4 separate regions of the Mus musculus genome follow, and all the other regions are linked to region 1. The links are chromatin contacts, called in public promoter capture Hi-C maps. All regions are on one chromosome and are shown on one strand. The core of a region is the stretch at or near the end of the contact, and the rest is flanking DNA. Distances in the headings are between cores, read along the strand shown.

Region 1 (2,972 bases), core at 204-2,703:
CGGAGGCCCGCCTGCCAGGCAACCACGGCCCCAGCTCTTCTGTGGCTCCTCTGCCTCCCTCGGCCCACCTGGCACCCTTCATCCACACACAGGAAATCACTGCCCTGGGGCCACCTTGTGGGATGGCTGGCCCCTGTAATTGCCAGGGCCAAGAGAAGATAATGGTTTAAGAGCCTCATGTCCCCAGCCCTGTGATTTAAAACTGTTTGGTAAACACTGTTGAAGGGGCTTCCAGGCAGCCCCCTCCGCACCCCACCTCCCACCTTGACTGTGTTCCCACCGGATTTAGAAGCTCATGTTCACAGTCACATTCAAGGCCCTCTGGAGTTCACTATTGAGACAGCTCAGTCCATCCCACAGTTCTAAAGTCTAGAGAATGGTCTAACCTTGGCCTCAGCTTCCTGACAGCCTATCTTCTCCTGGAACCTCAGTCTCTTGTCAGTCCAGTGAAGCAAGAGATGGCCAAAATGGTGACTTCGGTCTTATCCAATGTGGGAACTTCATTATTCTGCTACTGACCTTTGCCCTAGGATGTTGCCATGACCAAAATGGCTCTGTCTCAGGGAGATGCATCTTTAAGGGGACCTTTCTTCTGGGCTAGTCCCAACCACAGTGATTGATGGTTAACATCTGAAAGATTTTGGGCCATAATCCACACACTCTCTCATGAAAGCTGTGTGGCTTCAGGATGGCCCCTAACCTCTTTGAGCCTCCTTTTCCTCACTGTAAGTGTACCAAGTGGTACCTATCTCTTAGAAGTGATCCAGGGTGTTAGTGAGCACGCATGCTTAAGGCACGGGGTTAGGCATGGTGGGTTCTGTGATTCACTTCCTTCCAGCTCTTTCCTGAGCATAGGTTTGCTTAAACCTCATCTGGGATTTAACTGAACACATCCCTTTTCTTTAGGGGAGAGCGATGCTGTGGATTGGTTTTCAGGAGTCTTGGGGTGCTAGAGGCTCCTGCCTCACACTGCCCCCATTGTTGTTCTTGGTCCCCGAGACTCTGGGCTGTTTACAGTGATCCTCTAGGCAAGCAAAGCTTGGCAGAGTGAGTTCAGAGAGGTAATTGCCGGGGTTCGATCTCGCAGCAAGAGCGCATGGCTCACCTTGATGCTTCTGTGGGAGAAAAGGGCCTCAGCTTGTTCCTCCTCGTATCCTGTCATGCCCTGTCCCCTTGTCCCTAGGGTTTCCTGACACAGCTTCAGTCGACGGCTCTGACCTCCATCTGCCTCTCTGCCCACTGCCCTTATCTGTTCTTTTGCAGTTACATAGGCCTTCTTGTGCTTCTCAGCTCGCTTCTCAGCATCTCTGCCCTGGGGCTTCTGTACCCTCTGTTCCACTTTTCAGGATGCTACCTCCAGGTCTGTCTACCTTCCCCCATCAGCCATCCCTTGGCTGTCCCTGGAGTCACCACCCCTCCCCAGGCATGCTGTCCTCTGTACCCTGACTTTATTTGTTCGTGGCAACAAGCCGTAGCATCAGATTTGCCATTTCAAACCATTTCTCAGTGCACTGGTGATGGTGTTCAGCACAATCGAGCGATTGATTGTTGAGCAACTGATCCCCGGAACATATTCATCTTGCAAAGCAGACTCCCGCTGCTCATTGCACTGCATCTCCTGCCTCCCACCACCTACGCTTGCCTTTTCTACTTCATTTCTTTCTAGTTCCTTTCGAGGAATGTAAATTCTCGAGGCAAAGCATGTTGCCTGGCTCCTTTTTCCCATGAGGAAAAACCTGCTGGCCCACGCACACTCCATCACTGTTTGTTGAGTGAGTGAATGAATGAATGAGAAATGAAAGCCATAGTAACAACCGTAGCTGGTGTTTCTAAGGTTGCTGAATTCAGTGCCAGACACCACGATTTGTGCTTCCTACGCAGATCATGCCACCCAGGCATTGGCTCTTCCTGCCCATTTTATAATTTCTGAGGAAATCAAAGTTCAAAGAGTCATTGTCTCTGGCCACATAGCCAGCCCGAAGGCAAACAGTCCTGGAATCCAAATCGATCTGTAATAAGAGCGGAGATCCTTTTGTCTAGCTGCTTGCTGTAGTCTGGGGATCACCTTGCCTACTTGTGACCCAGTGGGGGATTTTTTCCTAGGGGCAGCTCTTGATCTAGAGTAAGATGTGTTTCGTGGGTGGTAGTCTCTCTTGGCATGAGACGATTCTGAAGAAATGCTGGCGAACTTCCCGAGCCCCCTCCCTAAGACAGATTCTTCTGTTTGTAATGAAGACTGCGACTTCCTATGCATCCAGGATGCTGACGGACACCTGTGTGAGGCTGTGTTTATGTGTCTGTAGAGCAAGTGCGTTAGGGGGCTGGGATGAAGGATCAGCTGGTAGAGTGTCAAGCATGCTAGAGTCCTGGGTTTGACTCCCAGCATCACATAAACCAGCTGTGGTGGTACAGGCCTGTAAGTGAAGGCCTGGGAAGTGAAGGTAGGAGGAGCAGGTGGCCAGTGCCATCCTTGGCTACATGGGGAGTTGGAGGCCGGCCTGGGCTGCATGGGACTCTCTCTTAAAATAAAAGAAGAAAGGAAGGAAGGAAGGATGGATGGAAGGAAGGGAGGGAGGGAGGGAGGGAGGGAGGAAGGGAGGAAAAAAAAGAAGGGGACAGAAAAGAGAAACAAAACAGAAAGAAATGAGGTGGCGTAGGGACTTATGTCAACCATGATCTCCATATGGCCGGCTGTCCAGGGCCTGTGCTGATTGACTTACTATCCCTTGTCATAGACTCTCAGGGGCCCTAGAACTTAGAGTTAGAAGATAACAGAACCTAAGGGGCCTCAGAGTTTCAAATCCCCCGTTAGAGGTCCACAGAAGGTTGACGATCACACACTCAAACATGCACCGTAAGTCAGGGGCAGTGTCTCTCCTAAACAGAGCCCTGGTGTGAGAGGCCTGCCAGGCGGCAGCCTGGTGTCACTGAATGAAGATGAAGAGTCAAGGCTGCCACTGAGCATCTGGGCA
Region 2 (2,972 bases), core at 311-2,810, 93 kb after region 1:
GCACAAACAGAGAGATTATGATATCTGGCGCACTGCTAACTTGGGACAGAACATATCATTGGTGCTTTTGGACTCCTCATGGTTATGCTTTTTCTGCTCTGAGAAGAGATTAAACTTTCTTAAGACTGTATAGATACAACAAAACACATATGTTTTGGGTCTCCAGCTCAGCAAGTTCTCCTAGGCCCTGTACAGCCCACTCCACGGCAGGGGGCTCTCAGGACCATCTGTGGCCCCTTCCTTTTGCCCTAGGTGATCACTGTCAATGACTTGATTAATATCATTACAATTAGTCTGGAGCCTCTAGAACGCCCAGTAAACAGGCTCATACAACCCCACCTCTGGGCGATCTGCTGGCAATAATGTTGTCGAGCTGCATTTGTATGGTCAAATCTATCAGTTGTTCATTTCTCTCTGTTGCTAAGCAACACCATCTTTGCATGAAATGTCACAACCCATTTCTCATTTTTCTGGTAATAGGCACTTAAGAGCTTGGAGTTTGTGGCTACTTTGAATAATGCCATTAGAAACATTTACACACATGATACTGGAGGTGACTCATGTGTTGTTTTGTTTTCCTTTCTGTTGGTAGACTAATTTTTAAAGGCAATATGTTGCTCTGACACATATCAGAAAAGGAAACACACAATAGAAATGCCACAGGTTAAAGAGGGGTTGTAATGAAATTAGAACACAGTAAGTGAATGACAAGTTATGTATCATTAAAACATAACCCTGACTACACTGAAACATGAGAACTTGTGGAGGACACAGGAAATAGATCATGAAACTGTGAGCGTGTTCTAACATGTTTGCTGTATTGATGTTTTGAAGCAGCTCACTGTAATCTCAAGCTCGTCTCTGTGCCTCAGCAGGAGTCACCAGGCCTGTCCCTGCAATACTTTTCGAGAGTGTTCATTATGTAGACAAAGATCAGGCAGGAATGAGAACCAGATATTTTCTGGATGATGGGCACAGACCCTGGATTGGGCACACACTGTCCTAGGCAGATCCTTTCCTGCTGTAGATACTGGGAGCTTTGCTGAACTAGATGTTTATCTCAGATTCACCCCTTTGCTGGGCACTTGGCTGCCTTCAGGGCTGGGAAGAAGTCCCCAGGAACATCACACTCCTTTGGAAACTAATCCATCTGTGTTCTTGGCCCTGAACTTGAGCCCCTAAGTGTCTTCTAAGTTCACTATGAACCCTGACTTGGGGCTCCTTCATAGCACACTTGGGAGGTTGATGTATGTGTAGGTTTCACTCCTGCTAGGCAGCTCCATGGGATAAAAGAGGGGTGGGACCACTGTCTGGGACCTAAGTATCATCAGGCTAGCGATGTACATACCTTGACCATGAATCAGCCACTCTGGTGTACGGCAGGAGCCTGTGTCAGGACCAGTAGGTTGAGGGAGCTGCATAAAGCTGGCTTGAGGGAACATTTTGCGCAAGACATTTCCCAAGTGCTGGTGAGATTGTGCCACAGCTCTACTGTCCCTGGCTTCAGTCCCATGCCCTCCCCACATCGTGTCATAAATGTTGCTGCACCATCCAAACACCAATGATCTTTTCCCAGGCCTGGTGGCTCTGAGTGCCCTCAGCATGGCGCTGCACACGGTTCTTATCATATTGAGCCTTCTGCCGATGTTGGAAGCTCAGAACCCAGAACATGCCAACTTCACCATAGGCGAACCTATCACCAATGAGACCCTGAGCTGGGTAAGTGCCTGCCCCGGGCCTGGACCTGTTCACTGTAGGAGGCTACTCTTTCCTCTGGGCTTTCCCTTCCCTGATGTCTGTGCTCATCTCTGTGCTCCTGGTAATGCCCTTGCCTCTCCTGGAGACCTGGTGGCATCTCCCTGCCTCCAAACTCCGAAGCATCACTCTGAGGTCTCTCAGCAAGGGACAGAGCAGTAGGATGGCTGATTTTTGAGTTGCCCATGGGATTCTGGTCTGGAGCTTCAGTTTACCCATGTATGGTTCAGAAGTCATTGCTTGCCTGCCACTAATCAAGACTTGCTAACAAGGTACATATTACAAGCCCTGCTCATCTGTTTGCCTGCTTCTCCCCAGCTCTCTGACAAATGGTTTTTCATGGGTGCAGCTTTCAGAAAACTCGAGTACAGGCAGGCAATTCAAACAATGCAGAGTGAATTTTTTTACCTTACCACCAACTTGATAAACGACACAATAGAGCTTCGGGAGTCTCAAACAATGTGAGTACTTGAAACAGCCAGTCCACCCACCCCAGTCCTTAACTACACTCCTGGATGCCTAGAGACCTGAACAAACTGGCTCTGCCTGGCATCCCCACCCACCTTCAGGAATGGGGACAGCTGTCTTGTCTACTTGCCTCTTGCCCCTTCCCTACCCTGGCCTGGTCAGATCACCTCTTCCTCAGTTGTCCACTTTCTTTTCTCTTTAGAGGTGACCAGTGTGTCTATAACTCCACCCATCTAGGATTCCAGAGAGAAAATGGGACCTTCTCCAAGTATGGTGAGGGTGTGAAACACTGCTTTCTGAGAGGGTATTGCCAGGGTCTGATGGGGCAGCAGAACAGGGCAGTTTTTCTGTGAAGTCACTCTCTGAGGCTTGTAAGTGGAAGCAGATTTCAACCCAAAGTCCAGCTCCCAGGCCAGACTTGCTTTGGCCATTCTTATGATCTTTTGTGAGCTCAGAGGGGAAACCCATGGGTTGGGAAGCCAGTGACTTCAGCCACACACCCATGTCACCAGCGACAGCATGTAGGAGGGCAATCCAATGCTAGTGAGCCAGATCAGACACTCTTATGTTTTAATTGTCCCTGAGCAGAAGTTTTAATGTTTAAGAGGAAGTGTAAACTATGCCCCACCACCACACCACCAAGGGCCCTTTCCAAGGCCCCAGCCATCCCATAACTACGAAGAATGAGAAGTGAGGCTTGCATTCAGCAGAGTCTGAAAACATGGCAGCCCCAGGCACTTGCCCATAGC
Region 3 (2,972 bases), core at 139-2,638, 98 kb before region 1:
TCCCCTCCTTCCTCCAAGGACCAGCCCTTTAAGGGACAGTGTCTCAAGGTGACAGTGGAGTTCCAGGTACAGCATATTTAGGGCAGAGGTGTGCAGAGTCCCCCTTCCTTACACAAGGTCTGCTCCACAGAAGTAAAGTGTCTGAGATGCCCCTGTGAGTAGGTAGAGTCCAGGTTGCATATTCTGAGGTCACCAGCTATCGCTGCCTTGGAAAATGAAGCTTGGGTTTTACACCTTTCATGGCAGTGTCTGCCACCTTGTGAGGCAGCCAGCGGAAGTGCCATGGAGACCCTACAAACCTGGTGGGACCTTCTGGGACCAGTCAACCACCTCTTCCTCTTGACAGCAGTCAGATAGAGCTGACCTTCCAGCCCCTGGACCTCCAGCACACCTGTTCCTTGTCCTAAGGTATAGAAAATCACCGGGAGTGTTCTGAAAACCCCTCAGATAGATCATGGAGACAGCGTTGAGGTGGACAGGGTCCCTACACAGACAATTTTATGATTCAGGACAAAGCTGGGGTTGCTTTGTTAAGAAAGAAAGAAAGAAAGAAAGAAAGAAAGAAAGAAAGAAAGAAAGAAAGAAAGAAAGAAAGAAAGGAAGGAAGGAAGGAAGGAAGGAAGGAAGCATGTAACTCTACAACACACACACACGTACATGCAAGGGCATGTGTATGCAAACAAAAATATTTGCACATAGACACATATGCATAGACACATAGTGACATGTCTGCCACAGGCCAAGGTGCCCTTAGACTCACACTTCGTAATTTCCCCAATCCCATCAACCAGTGTCCTACCTCTCTTCCTCACACAATCCCACAAGCCTGTCCACAAAGCTCACAGGTTCATGTCCACCCTATGCCACCTGCCATATGTGGATTCCTCTGGGGACCCATGAGGACAGCGCAGATTTGGAAGGCACTAGGCTTACAGGGGGCCCCAAAGAATGAATGGCAGGTGAGGGAGCTGTATCTTCAGAGAATCTCAGAATAACCTAACAGCCTGGCCAGGAAAGTCTCCTAGAGATTGAGATGCCATCTACAAGATAGGAAAGATGAGTACTCCCAAGACAGGACAGGCAGGCCTTAGCTGGCAAGGCCCAGGAGCATGGGCATACCACCACTGTGATCACCTCTGCCAGAGAGGCCAGCCTTACCCGGGACTCACTGAAGTTCTCCTGAACCTGGATATCTGGCAGTGTTGACGCAGGGTCAGCCCTCGAAGCGAGGCAGGCAGTCAGCAGCAGGAACAGGGTCCTGAGACCCTGCATGGCTCTGTGGTCTTTGGTCTTTGATGTCTCTCTCACAGCTCAGTGTGGGAGCAGGGATTACTTCCCCGGCAGTGGCAGCTACAAACTGAGGCTGGGGAAGGATCCGGAGGCAAATGATGACCTTGGTGTTTGCTTTGCTCAGCCAAGGCCAATCAGGGTCTTGGGCCAGCTCTAATCGATCCCTACAGCCCAGCCCAGGTCCAACTCTGTGGACAGGAAGCCATGGTTACTGACTCTGAAGGGACGTTGACCAAGCACAATAGAGTTCAGACCCTAGAAAGGTTTCATTAAAGGTCAACTTTCCCCAGGGAGAACAGGGGATGGGGCAGTCAGGCAGTGTCTGGCCTGTCCCTCCAGTTCTTCCCCCAAGATCTCAGAAGATACAGGTAGCCTGGTTCTGGCTTCTTTCTCATATAACAAAACTAAGGCCCAGGGAAGTTGGCTATAGAGCAAAGCATCCTTCCTCCCAAGACTCTCCCTCTGGTCTCCAACCTCTCATAGCCATTAAGATAATCAGGACAGGGAGAGATGCTATCCCTTCACCGAGCCACACTGGTTTCCCACAGTGAAACCATCAGTACCCAGATGAACCCCCAGGCTCACCTCAGAAGCATGTGCAGATGCCTTTCACTGATATAAGTTTTCACTCTCCTGGATTGACAAGACCCACTAGGGCTCCACCGTAAGAAAGGGAACAGAGCCTCCAAAGCCAGGCAGCTTCCTGTGGTCTTCCTGCTGTGTGCGCTTGAAAAGAATGCTGAGCCCTCTGTGCTCATTTCTTCACCAATAAACGCTGTTAACACAAGTACCTGGATCCTAGCTTTGGGGTGAAGGTTGAAGGGGTGAATGCCAACAGGCAACAGCATTGTTCTTAGGGTGTGGTAAGAGTTGAAGGGTCATTGTGACCTCCGTAAGATATATGTTCCTGTCGCTCCAGTTGCTCCAGAACCATCAACAGGATGATACTTTTAGACTAAACCAGTTCAAGGAAGTTTGGAGAGAGGACACACTTTGTATCATTCCTAATGATTTAGGGTTTTTTATAACAGCGCCTAAAGAAGGTAACACAGTAACATTTTGATTTAAAACCTGCAACATTTTTTTTTTTTTGAGACAGTGTCTTATATAGCTCTAGGCTGCCCTTGTACTGGATTTGTAGCCAGCTCTGCCTTGAATATCTGACCCTCCTCATGAGTTCTAGAATTACAGGCATGAACTACAGCTACACCTGGTTTATGCTGGGGGGTGGGGGGTGGGGGTGGGGGGAGTTAAACCTAGGGCTTCCTGCATGTTGGACAAGAGCGCTACCAATTGAGCAACATCCCTAGCCTCTAGATTTATATACTCTAATGGGAGATTTTTAAACCCACATCTGTTTGCATCAGAGCTCCTCCCGTCCATGGTGCTATGATCCCTCTCCACTCTCTTCTCTCTCCTCCAGGGGTTCCAGCCATTGTCCTTCCTCCTCCCTGATTCCCTCACGGCACACTCCTTCATATAGCAGGCAATCCCTGTTAGAGCTGAGACCAGAGAGCCAGGGTCCTGCACGTGGAAGAAACAGGGGGTCTGTTCCACAGTCAGTGTACCATGCTCCTTCTGTGAGACCCAGCAGACACAGTTCCCTTTTGCTGGTATCCAGAGCACATGTGTGTCTGTCTGTAAATGAGAGGGTTTCCCATGCACCATAACAGACAGCTTGG
Region 4 (2,972 bases), core at 249-2,748, 65 kb before region 1:
TAGAGTTCATACTCACTTTTGCCTGTTGTTTGTCTCTACCCCAACAGGGCAAGGCCAAAGTCTAAGTTATAGGGACCACCGTGTCCCTAAGGTCCAGGAGAGGACCTAACACAGAATAAATAGTCTGGAATTATTATGTAGCGAGAAGGAAAGGCCTGTGTTAGGTCCTATCGTATCACAGCATCAGCACCCTAGAGGTGCTATCACCTGTGAGCATGCTCAGAAGTGACACTGCATTCCCCAGGGCACATCCTTTGCATGAGAGTGGGGAGCAAGCAATTGGTTCAGTTTCCCTTGAGGGAGACCTATCAGTACCCACTGCAGTACCGTAGGTCCTCCCTGGAGCCGCTACAGTGGTGTTAGTCCCTCAAAGGGCTGTATGACATGCAGGAAGATGGAACTTACCATTCTTCACATTCTTCTCAAAAGTGTAGGGAAGAGGCTCTGACGTGAACACAAGGCCCTTGCTGTGGACAACCACACCTTTCACTGTGTTCATAGTTTCCTGAGGCCCAACAACGGGCAAGGTCTGCAGTGCACTCATCGTGCAGACAGCAAAACGGTTCTGGTGGCTGTCATGTTGAAGGCATTTGAGATACGTTAGGGGCCGAGGGCCTCAGCACATCCTGGCTGGAGTGTTTGGTAGGGGTGAAGGATGATGGGGTGAGGCACATGTAGAACAAATTGTTCCTTGGAGTTTTTGTACACATGAAACACCTGGGGCCGTTTGTGAGGGGAATGGGGTTGTGCACACATGTGGAGTCTGGAAATCAGTTGTTCTCCACTGAACCCAGAGCTTACCAACTGGTTGGACTGGCTGGCCAGAAAAGACTCTGGGATCTTCTCCTCCTAAGCCTCCTCAGTTCTGGGGTTACAAGTGCATGTCACAAGGCCCAAATGTTGTTGTTGTTATAATTTGTCTCTGGTTCTGGGAATTAAACTCAGGTCCTAGTGTTCAAAAGGCAAGACTGTAGTGACTGAGCAGTCTCCTTAGCCTTGGGTCATTGTTGTTATTTTTGAGAGTGGGTCTATTTATATAGCTTGGGCTAGCCTAGAACTTGCTATATATCACCCCGTCTAGCCTTGAATTCTCTATCCTCCTTCCTCAGTCTGCTGAGATCTGAGACTCTGGGTTTACACCATTGTGTCCCAGCACCCAAACACAAGGGCAGCCCACCTGAGCCAGATATCTGCTTGTCACCCAGATCCTCCACAGCTGGGAGGAGCTGACAAGAGATTATCTGTCTCTAGATGAACAGGGACTTGCCCAGGGTCACCAGGCCAGGCGACAGGGCCAGGAAGGGCTGAACCACCTCCCCCACTGTGGGCCCTGGCACTGGGGCTGGCTGGGCTCAGTGGGCCTTTGTGAGGCCACATACCTGGGCTGGGAGGCCGCCACTCAGCTATGAATAGCGGCCTCTTTCCTTCCTGCGGCACGGGGCAGGCGAGTGCCCTCCCCTGCGCACGCACTCACACGCACTCACGCCTGCTCAGCCCGCTCGGGAAAGTCAACAGGAGTATTTGAAAAGTCTTTCTGTGTAGAGAATCTGTTTGGATAGGGGGAGGACGGGAGAGCCGGCCAATAGGTAGAAATATTAATGAACCTAGTTATAAAGGACCCATTCACGGCTGGCCGGGTAAATAGGGCTCTTGTCGGGAGGCCACGTTATCTGCCAAGTTCAAGAATGTGGTTTGAAAAAATAGAATTTAAAGGGCTGAGGTGGAGCCTTAAACGGCCGGTGTGCTGGAGCCACAGCCAAAAGAGGGAGGAGCTGGACTGGCCTGGGCGCTGAGCAAGGGTTGGGGTGTGGGATGAGGCAAAAGGGGACAGAGCTGGGAAGGGTGGGGGGAATGCAGAGACATCAGGCTAGGTGCCCATCGGGTTCTTGTGATGTCCCTTCTTCCCCCAGGTGCCTGGCCAAGGGCTGGCAGTTTCTCTGCTGAGCCCTAGTCTAGTACATATAACTCCCCAACCCAGGGACTTTGGTTGGAGGGGTCAACAGGGGCCAATGGGCTACAGGAAGGGAACTTGACCTCTCCTTCAGTCACTCGCTATGATCCCATTAGCCAGCTTTCTTCTGCCACCACCAAGTTGCCCTAGGTGCCTAAACTGTGTGAGAAGGAGCAGAAATGTGGGACTTGGTGCATCTGCTCATATCACAGGGGCATACCTCAGTCTAGTGGAGAATCCGTGGCTCACGGTTACACAGCAAGCTTGGAGCAGAATGAATGCTGGTTTCCAGCAGTTTCTTCCTGGAAACAGGCACCCTAGCATGAGGCTGCCACAGTCACACACACAGAGGAGGTGCCTTGCCATATATACGACAATGTCTTATTTCTAGCCCTGGGACATAAAGAAAGGTGTAATCTGGAATGTTCTGTCGCACTGCCTCTGGCCAGCAGTGTGGCCTAGGCAGGTGACTGGCCTTTCTGAGCACCAGCTTCCCTGTGTCCTCCTGCTGGAAAGACTCAGTGGGAGGATGCTGGTGATGGGCTAGCGCTGTGCCAGGCACTTGGTGGGTGGCCCCGGGACTGTGGCTGGACTGCTTCTTTTTCTGTCCCAGCCTGTGCTGTGAAGATGCTGAGAAGATGGTTCCCGGACTTTGGGTTTTAGGATCAGTTTCTACCGGGATCCTAGAAGGGCGGCCGAGGCCGTGCTTGTGGGAAGGTGGCAGATTTGAAGGCAGAGGTTCTGCCATGGAGTGTGTGGGGCAGTGTAGCACTGTGCGAACGAATCTCAGTAAAGATCTTTAAAGCAGTCTGCAGGGAACCTGGATGTGAAGCACACCCCCTCCCCAGCACCAAATGCTTGCACAGGACACGAGTTAACCCGGGGCTGAGGGAACATTTACACTGGCTTTTCTTGGCAAATAAGAGAAAAGGAAATCAACATAAAATCCAAATGGAAAGACTCTGCCAGGAGCTGACTGAGCAGCTTTGAACATGGGGATGTGTGGGGACTTGGGTGGTGG

Evidence for each region. Promoter capture Hi-C pulls out the DNA fragments that hold promoters and counts their contacts.
Region 2: a contact with region 1 is called in a promoter capture Hi-C map of liver. The contact joins the promoter of Orm1 here to the enhancer-like site in region 1. A contact is called at or near these places in 3 of 39 promoter capture datasets (cranial neural crest, liver and macrophages), 2 of 484 Hi-C or Micro-C datasets (liver and nephron progenitors) and 2 of 9 other capture datasets (adipose tissue and pancreatic islet).
Region 3: a contact with region 1 is called in a promoter capture Hi-C map of liver. The contact joins the promoter of Ambp here to the enhancer-like site in region 1. A contact is called at or near these places in 8 of 39 promoter capture datasets (the C10 cell line, the HPC-7 cell line, embryonic stem cells and 4 more) and 5 of 484 Hi-C or Micro-C datasets (embryonic stem cells and liver).
Region 4: a contact with region 1 is called in a promoter capture Hi-C map of liver. The contact joins two enhancer-like sites. A contact is called at or near these places in 5 of 39 promoter capture datasets (the C10 cell line, Sertoli cells, liver and 1 more), 4 of 484 Hi-C or Micro-C datasets (the HPC-7 cell line, embryonic stem cells, nephron progenitors and 1 more) and 4 of 9 other capture datasets (adipose tissue, liver, macrophages and 1 more).

Annotation. Positions count from the first base shown.
Region 1 is chr4:63,250,303-63,253,274 of GRCm38.p6, forward strand. All of the region lies in intron 7 of Col27a1 (collagen, type XXVII, alpha 1), which reads left to right. Among named protein-coding and RNA genes, the nearest start is that of Mir455, 5.1 kb to the right of the region's middle. Within about 2 kb of position 1,454, at least 11 of the 459 cell types and tissues checked have an H3K27ac peak or open chromatin away from gene starts, as enhancers often do. A contact at or near this core is called in liver, where this site is marked.
Region 2 is chr4:63,342,996-63,345,967 of GRCm38.p6, forward strand. Orm1 (orosomucoid 1) reads left to right here and starts at 1,561. Exons shown (of 6, transcript NM_008768.2): 1 at 1,561-1,719; 2 at 2,074-2,216; 3 at 2,426-2,496. The coding sequence starts at 1,603. Gm52743 (a long non-coding RNA gene) reads right to left here and starts at 1,612. Exons shown (of 3, transcript XR_003955430.1): 1 at 1,349-1,612.
Region 3 is chr4:63,152,784-63,155,755 of GRCm38.p6, forward strand. Ambp (alpha 1 microglobulin/bikunin precursor) reads right to left here and starts at 1,389. Exons shown (of 10, transcript NM_007443.4): 1 at 1,159-1,389. The coding sequence starts at 1,272.
Region 4 is chr4:63,185,008-63,187,979 of GRCm38.p6, forward strand. No RefSeq gene overlaps it. Among named protein-coding and RNA genes, the nearest start is that of Kif12, 14 kb to the left of the region's middle. Within about 2 kb of position 1,499, at least 23 of the 459 cell types and tissues checked have an H3K27ac peak or open chromatin away from gene starts, as enhancers often do. A contact at or near this core is called in liver, where this site is marked.